2 separate regions of the Cricetulus griseus genome follow, and region 1 is linked to region 2. The links are chromatin contacts, called in public Hi-C maps. All regions are on one chromosome and are shown on one strand. Each heading gives the region's core, a stretch centred on a gene start, on an enhancer-like site or on the middle of the called end of the contact. The rest is flanking DNA. Distances are from core to core; before and after follow the strand shown.

Region 1 (3,683 bases), core at 154-2,653, 85 kb before region 2:
TAGTTATAGATGATTGTGAGATGCCCATGTGGGTGCTAGGAATCAAACCCAGGTTCCTGGCAGTGCTCTTAACCCCTGAGCCATCTCTCCAGCCCCTTTATCAAATATTTATTGACAGTCTCCTGGGAAATGTATAAACTAGCCAGGGGATGAAGGCAGCACACTTAAGGCGGTCAGTAAAACTTAAAGAAGCCCAGGAGAGCAACACACCCTTGCTTCAGGGCAGAGCAGAGAAGAACATCGAGGCTTTGGAGCTGGTGCTCTGGGCTCCCTTCAGAGACACAGTAAAGGGCATTCAAGCAAGAGAGTGAGGAATAAGTAAAAGGCTTAGAGAAGAAATGGTGGCTACCACCAGCCAGAGTGCTCTTTTTATTTGGACTGTGGTAAAGGACAGCGAAAGGAAATAAAATGTAGAAGTCTGAGACCAGGCCAGGGCCCTGCAGGCATGGGAAAAGAGATAAAGAAAAGCATACACTAATCAAGAAAAGATGAAAAGATGGTAACAACAAATGAAGAGGGGCTTGGAGAGATGGCTTGGTGGACAGAGCACTTGCCCTGGGAGAGTATGGACCAGAGTTTGGATTCCCAGAACTCACATAAAAGCCAGACAGGCATGGCAGCTGCCTATAATCCCAGAGCACCAGGGGCAGACAGGGGCTCCTTGCTCCCTGAGCAAACTGACGATACGTTAGATGAAATCAATAAGCGCTGGATCCCGAAGGTCTCCTACCCCAGTAAATAAAACGGAGAGTAATCAGGGAAGACACCCACCTATGGGCTTCCACATATATAAACACGGGTATGTACACACACACATACACACACATGCACACATACATGTACACAGGCACATGTGCACACACACAAATGGAGTTAGGAACAACGAATGGAAATCACAGTGGTACTGAAGCTACTTGGTAAAGTGCTGGGACTGGGAATAAAAGACTGATAACCCGGGGGCTGGAGAGATGGCTCAGAGGTTAAGAGCGCTGACTGCTCTTCCAGAGGTCCTGAGTTCAATTCCCAGCAACCACATGGTGGCTGGCAACCATCTGTTATGAGATCTGGTGTCTTCTTCTGGTGTGCAGATATACACGGAAGCAGAATGTTGTATACATAATAAATAAATAAAATCTTAAAAAAAAAAAAGACTGATAACCCACCAGGCATGTTTGGCTGTAGCTGATGGGGTTCTAATGGGTCTTTAATGTTACAGAACAGCCAGCTCTACTTGAAGAGACTATCCTTGGCTGTCTGAGTTAACACTTCCAGCCACACCAATGAAAATGAGAAGGTCGGCTGAGCCACAAACCAAGTGAAGGCTTTTTGTTCTCAGACCAGAGGTCAAAGGCAAGCTCTGAGGAACTATGTGACCTACTGTTAGGAAGATTATTCAATAGCTGGAGACTGCTCAGAATGAGGGAGGCTGCAGGGCTCTGAGGACTGCATAGCTCCACTGTGACTGTCTTGCCTGTCCTGCCCTTGGCCCACACAAGATGAGTAATAGATCCCAGGAAGTCACTTAAAACTGAGATCAAACCTAAGCACGTTGGCACAAGCCTGTAATCCCAGCATGTAGGAAGTAGAAGCAGGAGGATCAGGGGTTTAATGCCAGCCTAGGCTACATGATAGCATATCTCAAAGAACTAACAACAAAACAGGGGCCAAGTTTTCAGAATAAACTCAGAGAAAATGGTTTAAATTGAATACTCGTGTTTCTTTTCTTTTCTTTTTTCTTTTTTTTGCAAGTTAATAAAACTTAGTAAATAATTACAACTGTGGACCAGTGTCTAGCACAGCATGAAGCAGTGCTCATCCTGGCTAACCTCCCAGCGCCAGTGCAACAAATGCCACTTCTGCTGAGACAACCGGACTTCATCAGTGTGCCTCGGTGTCTCTCAGTCCTGATGCTCAAACCCTCACTCTTTCTCTCCTTTCCTTCCTTCTTTTTCTTTGTTTCCCTTTATGTATTGCTAAGGATAGACCCTGAAAAGCCCTATGTTCCCTCACTGAATCACCCCAGATGGATTACTCTCTTTTGAAGAGTGTATTCTGTCTATGTTCTTGTTGGCTCTCTTTTTCTAATCACGGATATAAATGCTGCAGAGATATAAGCCCCACGAGGCTCTTAGACTGTTCTGCTTCTGTGATGCTTAATAAACAGTTCCTGGGACACACAGACCCACAGGGACTCTCCACAGATGGGAGATAGGAGCAATGGGCTTTGTGGGCCTTATGATTCAAGGGAGGCAAGAGGCATGTGCCCTGAAGGTTCTGCAGGAGGGGAAGCAGCACAGCCTAAGAGGTGGGTCACATTACAGGACTGGGACTGGAACAGGCTACAGTGCCTCGATAGGTGGCTTCCTTTGAGGGATTCAGTGTCTGTAATTTCTTTCTATGTACAGCTTTGTTGGGAATTCTTCACAAGGTTAACAGGGGATGGCCCTGAAGCCATGTCTTCATTTCTGCCTTGAATGATCAAATGGGTCAGCTTCAAATTTTTATGATTTTATTTAATACCTGAAAGGGTTTGCTCAGAAAAGGAGGTGCAGGGCCAGGTATTGGTGGCGCACACCTTTAATCCCAGCACTCGGGAGGCAGAGGCAGGCGGGTCGCTGTGAGTTCGAGGCCAGCCTAGTCTCTAGAGCAAGTGCCAGGATAGGCTCCAAAGCTACACAGAGAAACCCTGTCTCAAAAAAACAAAACAAACAAACAGACAAAAAAACCAAAAAACAAACTGGCCACTCAGCTGATTCATATTATGAAATTACATTTCAGTTTATAAAGATCTAACAGTGCCAGGTACTAAATGACTAAATGAGCAGAATTGGATCCCCATCTATTGATGTCTTTCAGTTTCATTTCAGCAGATCTCTAGCATGATTTTAACTGGCTTTAGCAGACTCATTGTCTTCTGCAAAATGTATAATTCTACCTTATAATAAATTTGCACTTGCTTTTCTTTTTTTGAGACAGGATCTCATATATCCCAGGTTAGTTTCAAGCTCATTGTGAGGCCAAGTTCATTGTGAGCTTCTGGTCCTCCTGCCTCCACCTGTCAGGTGGAGGATTTCAGGACTGTGCAACATGCCTGTTTTATTTGCTGGTGGAGACAGAACTCTGGGCTGCAGGCATTTATGCATGCTGGGCAGTCCAGTATCTGAACTACAGCCTTAATGCAAACTTGCATGTTCCTTGAACTGTTATTTAAGTCTGTCAGTTACTCACAGTGACTTTCTAAATGGGCTGAGGCAGTGTTGAGAGAAGGCAGTGGAACAACTGTTTAAATACTTGATTAATTCACATTTTCATGTGGTTACAACTCTTGCTTCCTTGCACAACCTTGTGACTGTGGTGCTGAGGGGACTTGGGTAACAAGGGACCATTGTAGTCTAGTCACACATTTCCTCTCTCATGGCTTTGATCATGTCTAGCTAATTTTCTTAGAGCAACTCGGATAAGTAATCCAGGAAACAGATGTCAGCCTTCACATAAATGTGACTGTCAACCCCAATGTCTGCTCGTACCTTCCCCATGGCCATCGTTTTCTCCATCACAGAAACCTGGTAGAAAAGAGAAGAAGAAAAAAACCATTTTTATATGTGGGGCTCTCATTTATTCATGCATTAGAATGACTTTCTGATATGAAATACAATTTTTGAAAGGTCTAAGGCAGTTTTGAC
Region 2 (3,759 bases), core at 794-3,293:
TTCAAAACTAGGTGAACACTAAGCATCTGTGAGAGCTTTTTGTTTAAAAATCTGAACCAGGTATGATGGCACACACCTATGACCCCAGCATTTATGAGGCTAAGGGAGAAGGATGGCAGGCTAGAAGCCAGCTGGACTATGCCACCTTGTCTCATAAAAATAAAAATAATCTGTGCATTACTCAAAATCACATGAGTGACTGTAGATACACAGACACATATAGAGCATGTGTTTGTGCATAATGTATGCCTCTAAACAACACAACACAGGCCTTACATTAATCAGTAGCTTTTACCCACACATTCTCTTCAGTGTACTCTGTCAAGCTCAGTCTAACCAAGGTCACAAAATGTAAGGGCCTGTGGATGCCAACTGGTAAGGGGTGGGGCTGGTCAGGGCACGAGGAATTTTTTTTCCTAAAAAACCTTCTTTATCTATGCCCCCTGCCCCCCCCCGCCCTTTTTTAGCCTCAGTGTAGTAGGATTGAAAGCTCGGAAAATATTTCACTTTTCCCTTAACTACACCAAAAGAAAACATTACATAAATATGATAAATGGTCTCGGTGTGGGGGGCTGTGACAGTGAGTGTGTGGATTGTATTGTAGCAAAATAAAAACAGAGTTCACACTCTACTTGAGGGGGTGGCAACATGAAAATTCAAGACTGTTACAGGTCTCTCAATTTTAAAGTAAATCTAGTTCATATTATAAATTTATATTAGTTCACTTTATGTTAAATGTATGTTTAAAGAAAACACTTCGAATTTTAAAACCCTGGCAACAGATTTTTTTTTTTTTTTTTGAGTTCCTGAACACTATGATGGCCAAAAAATAGTATGTCTGCAAACCAGGGAGCAGGGAAACAACCAGTTTGCAATCGGCTCTCACATCTCCTTCCAGCTGCCACCCCCAGCATCTTCACGGCCTCCCCATCTGACAACACGCCTTCAAGGCCAGCACTCAGAATCCTCAAGTCTGCCCACTCACGTTGACCCTCTGCGGTCCTGCACAGACACTAGCAGGGCTCTCCATCCTCTGAAGCTCCGCTCGCTCCGGGTGTCTAGCCTCCCAGGCGTTTGTCCCGACTCGCTCCTTACTCATTCCTCGGGGTCCCTCCTCAGTCACTGTCTATGCGCGGCACCCCGTCGGTTCCACTAACCTCTGATGTTGAACAAACACACCGGACCACGTAAAGCACCTCCAAGAGGCGAAACGGAGAAAGCCACAAACTAACTCGTCACATCGTGGTACCAAGGCCCCCTGCCACTCAGGAGCCAGCCGTCCATTCACTTGCGCGTGCACCGAGCGTTCCCCGAGGAAGATGTGCGACCCCCGGGTCCCCGAGGCCTTCCAGGCCGACAGTCGAGGGTTCGCTGGCGGTGGGTGTCCGAGGCACCGAGAAGCCACACCGCCCGAACCAGGCGCGCCTCGGTCCCGCCTCGGAGCTGCGTGCGATTTCCTCTCGGGCTCATCTTCCCGCTTAGGCCGCCCGGCCCCGCTGCCCGCCTCCCCGGGCTCGGCGGTCCCCAGCTTCCCGCACCGAAGGCCCGGCGACCCTCGCACCTCCACCGAGGTCGCGAGCCGCCCTCGGTGTCGCCGGACCGCCAAGAACCGAGGCCACAGCCGCCCCGGCCCGCTCCTCACCGCGGCCCCCGCCCGGCCCCGCCATCGCCGCCGTCGTCTCGGCCCGGCGACCTCTCCCCCGCCTCGCGGGCCCGCCCGCACCAACCGCGCCGGCCCCGGCCCCGGCCCTCACCCGCGACAGGGTGAGGTCGGTCATGAGCTGCTCGAAGGCCCGCGTCTCCTCGGCCTGCCGCTGCGTGTGCAGCGCGATCTTCTCGCTGAACTTCCGCGGGTTGGCGCTGCCCGAGCCCGGCGAGGCGGCCATGGCGCGCGCCCCGCGCGAGCGGGACAGGCAGACGGCAGGCGCGGGGCCCCGCGGCTCGGCCCACCCGCTCGGTCCGCAGGCCGCCCAAAGCCGCCGCCCGAAGCCGCCTCCGGCACGACCCGGCAGAGGAGCCGCCGCGGCCCCAGAGCCAGCGAGCGGCCGGGAGCGCGCCGAGGTCCGCCCCCACGCGCCGGCCCCGCCCTCGGCGCCGCCTGTCGGGCCTCCCGGCCCCGAAGCCCGACCTCCGGCGCGCGGACGGAGCGCTCCTGCCCGCCGTCCCCAGGCTGCCGACCCCCTCACACCTCCATCCCGTCTGCAAAGCTAAATCGCGCCCACGTGTGAGCGCCGCTGGGTACCACTGCCCACGCCCCCAGCTTCGGGATGGCTTTCGGATTTAGGTGACTCGTTGGCGACAGGGTTGTGCCAATACACTTACCCTCTTCAAGCGAGCGTAATTGAGTTTGCGGGTGCAACCTGATCGACCTCACTTTGAGGAGTTTACCACAGAGTGTACCTGGGGACCTCATTGGACCGGACTGGAGCCCAACAACTGCCTCCTCCTACCCATTCCGGTTGAGTTTCCTGATGGCCTTCTGAGGTCATCATTACCACCACCACCACCAAATCAGCCTAAGCCTGGATGTGTTTCTAACCCTAGCTCCTGTTTTACTCCAACTACGCTGGCCACGCCGGCCCAGCCACTTCACTTCACAGCCAGAACACCAGCCCCCATTCTTTGCAAGGGGCCCTGGGGTGTCTTCAAAACCCAGCTTCAGAAGGTGCCAACTTTTTTTTTTTTTTAAAGATTTGTTTTATTTGTAACTATGTGTAAGTGTGTGGATATGTACACGAGTATGCAGTTGCCCACGGAGATCAGAGATGCCCCTTGGACTGGGAACCAAACTCCGGTCCTCTGCAAGAGTGATATATACTTTTAACGTAGAGGTTTTCAATCTTCCTAGTGTTGCGACCCTTTAACACAGTTCCTCATGTTGTGGCTACCCCCAACCATACATTATTTTCATTGCTACTTCATAGCTGTAATTTTGTTACTTTTATGAATTGTATTGTAAATATCATATATCCTGTGAAAGGGTCCCTCAACCCCATAGGGGTCTCGACCCACAGGTTGAGAACCCCTGTCTTAAAAGCTGAGCCATCTCTCTGGCCCCTCAACTTTACCTTTTTTAAACAGCCAGTTGCCTAATCAGGTTTTCCCTTTTCAGCCCAGAAGCTGCTTCCAGCATCATTGTATACTAAGATGTCCTAGAGAGTGTGGAGTGCATTTGTGTTTTATAAATCAGGATGCATTAGAGACATGCAGAAAAGTACAGAAAATAACATTGATAACACCCACACACCTCATGATTAAACCATCAAAACATTTTTGCAGGGCCTAGGAATGGTGTTCAGCTGTATTGCGCATGTATGACAAGCCCTGGGCCTTTGGTTTGATTCCAGCACTGCAAATAAAATTTAAAAGGCATTTTGGGGCCAGCTAACTGACTCAGTGGATAAAAGCTTGATGACCCGAGTTTGATCCCTAAAGCCCATGTGGAAGGACAGAACTGAGTCCTGCAATTGTTCTTTGACCTCCACATTCAGGCTGTAGCAAGCACACACCTAAGTGCTTATGCACGCACATGTGTGCATGTGTGTGCACACACACAGAGACATACACACTCACACACAGAGAGACATACACACACAAATACATACACACATCACACACATACACACACATACACACACAAATACATACACACTCACACACACTCACTCACACTCATACACACACACAAATACATACATAAACTCACACACACATGCACACCTACACACACAGACATACATTCACACTCACATGCACACA

The links. Hi-C and Micro-C count contacts between places; a contact is called where the count stands out from the background.
Region 1: a contact with region 2 is called in a Hi-C map of liver, with 1.9 times the contacts expected there. The contact joins the enhancer-like site here to the promoter of Crtc3 in region 2. A contact is called at or near these places in 4 of 8 Hi-C or Micro-C datasets (the CHO-K1 cell line, fibroblasts and liver).

Annotation. Positions count from the first base shown.
Region 1 is chr3:116,997,486-117,001,168 of CriGri-PICRH-1.0, reverse strand. It overlaps Crtc3 (CREB-regulated transcription coactivator 3), which reads right to left. Exons shown (of 15, transcript XM_027408264.2): 7 at 3,528-3,563. Among named protein-coding and RNA genes, the nearest start is that of Blm, 72 kb to the left of the region's middle. Within about 2 kb of position 1,403, at least 2 of the 6 cell types and tissues checked have open chromatin away from gene starts, as enhancers often do. A contact at or near this core is called in the CHO-K1 cell line and fibroblasts, where this site is marked.
Region 2 is chr3:116,912,801-116,916,559 of CriGri-PICRH-1.0, reverse strand. It overlaps Crtc3 (CREB-regulated transcription coactivator 3), which reads right to left and starts at 2,043. Exons shown (of 15, transcript XM_027408264.2): 1 at 1,755-2,043. The coding sequence starts at 1,886.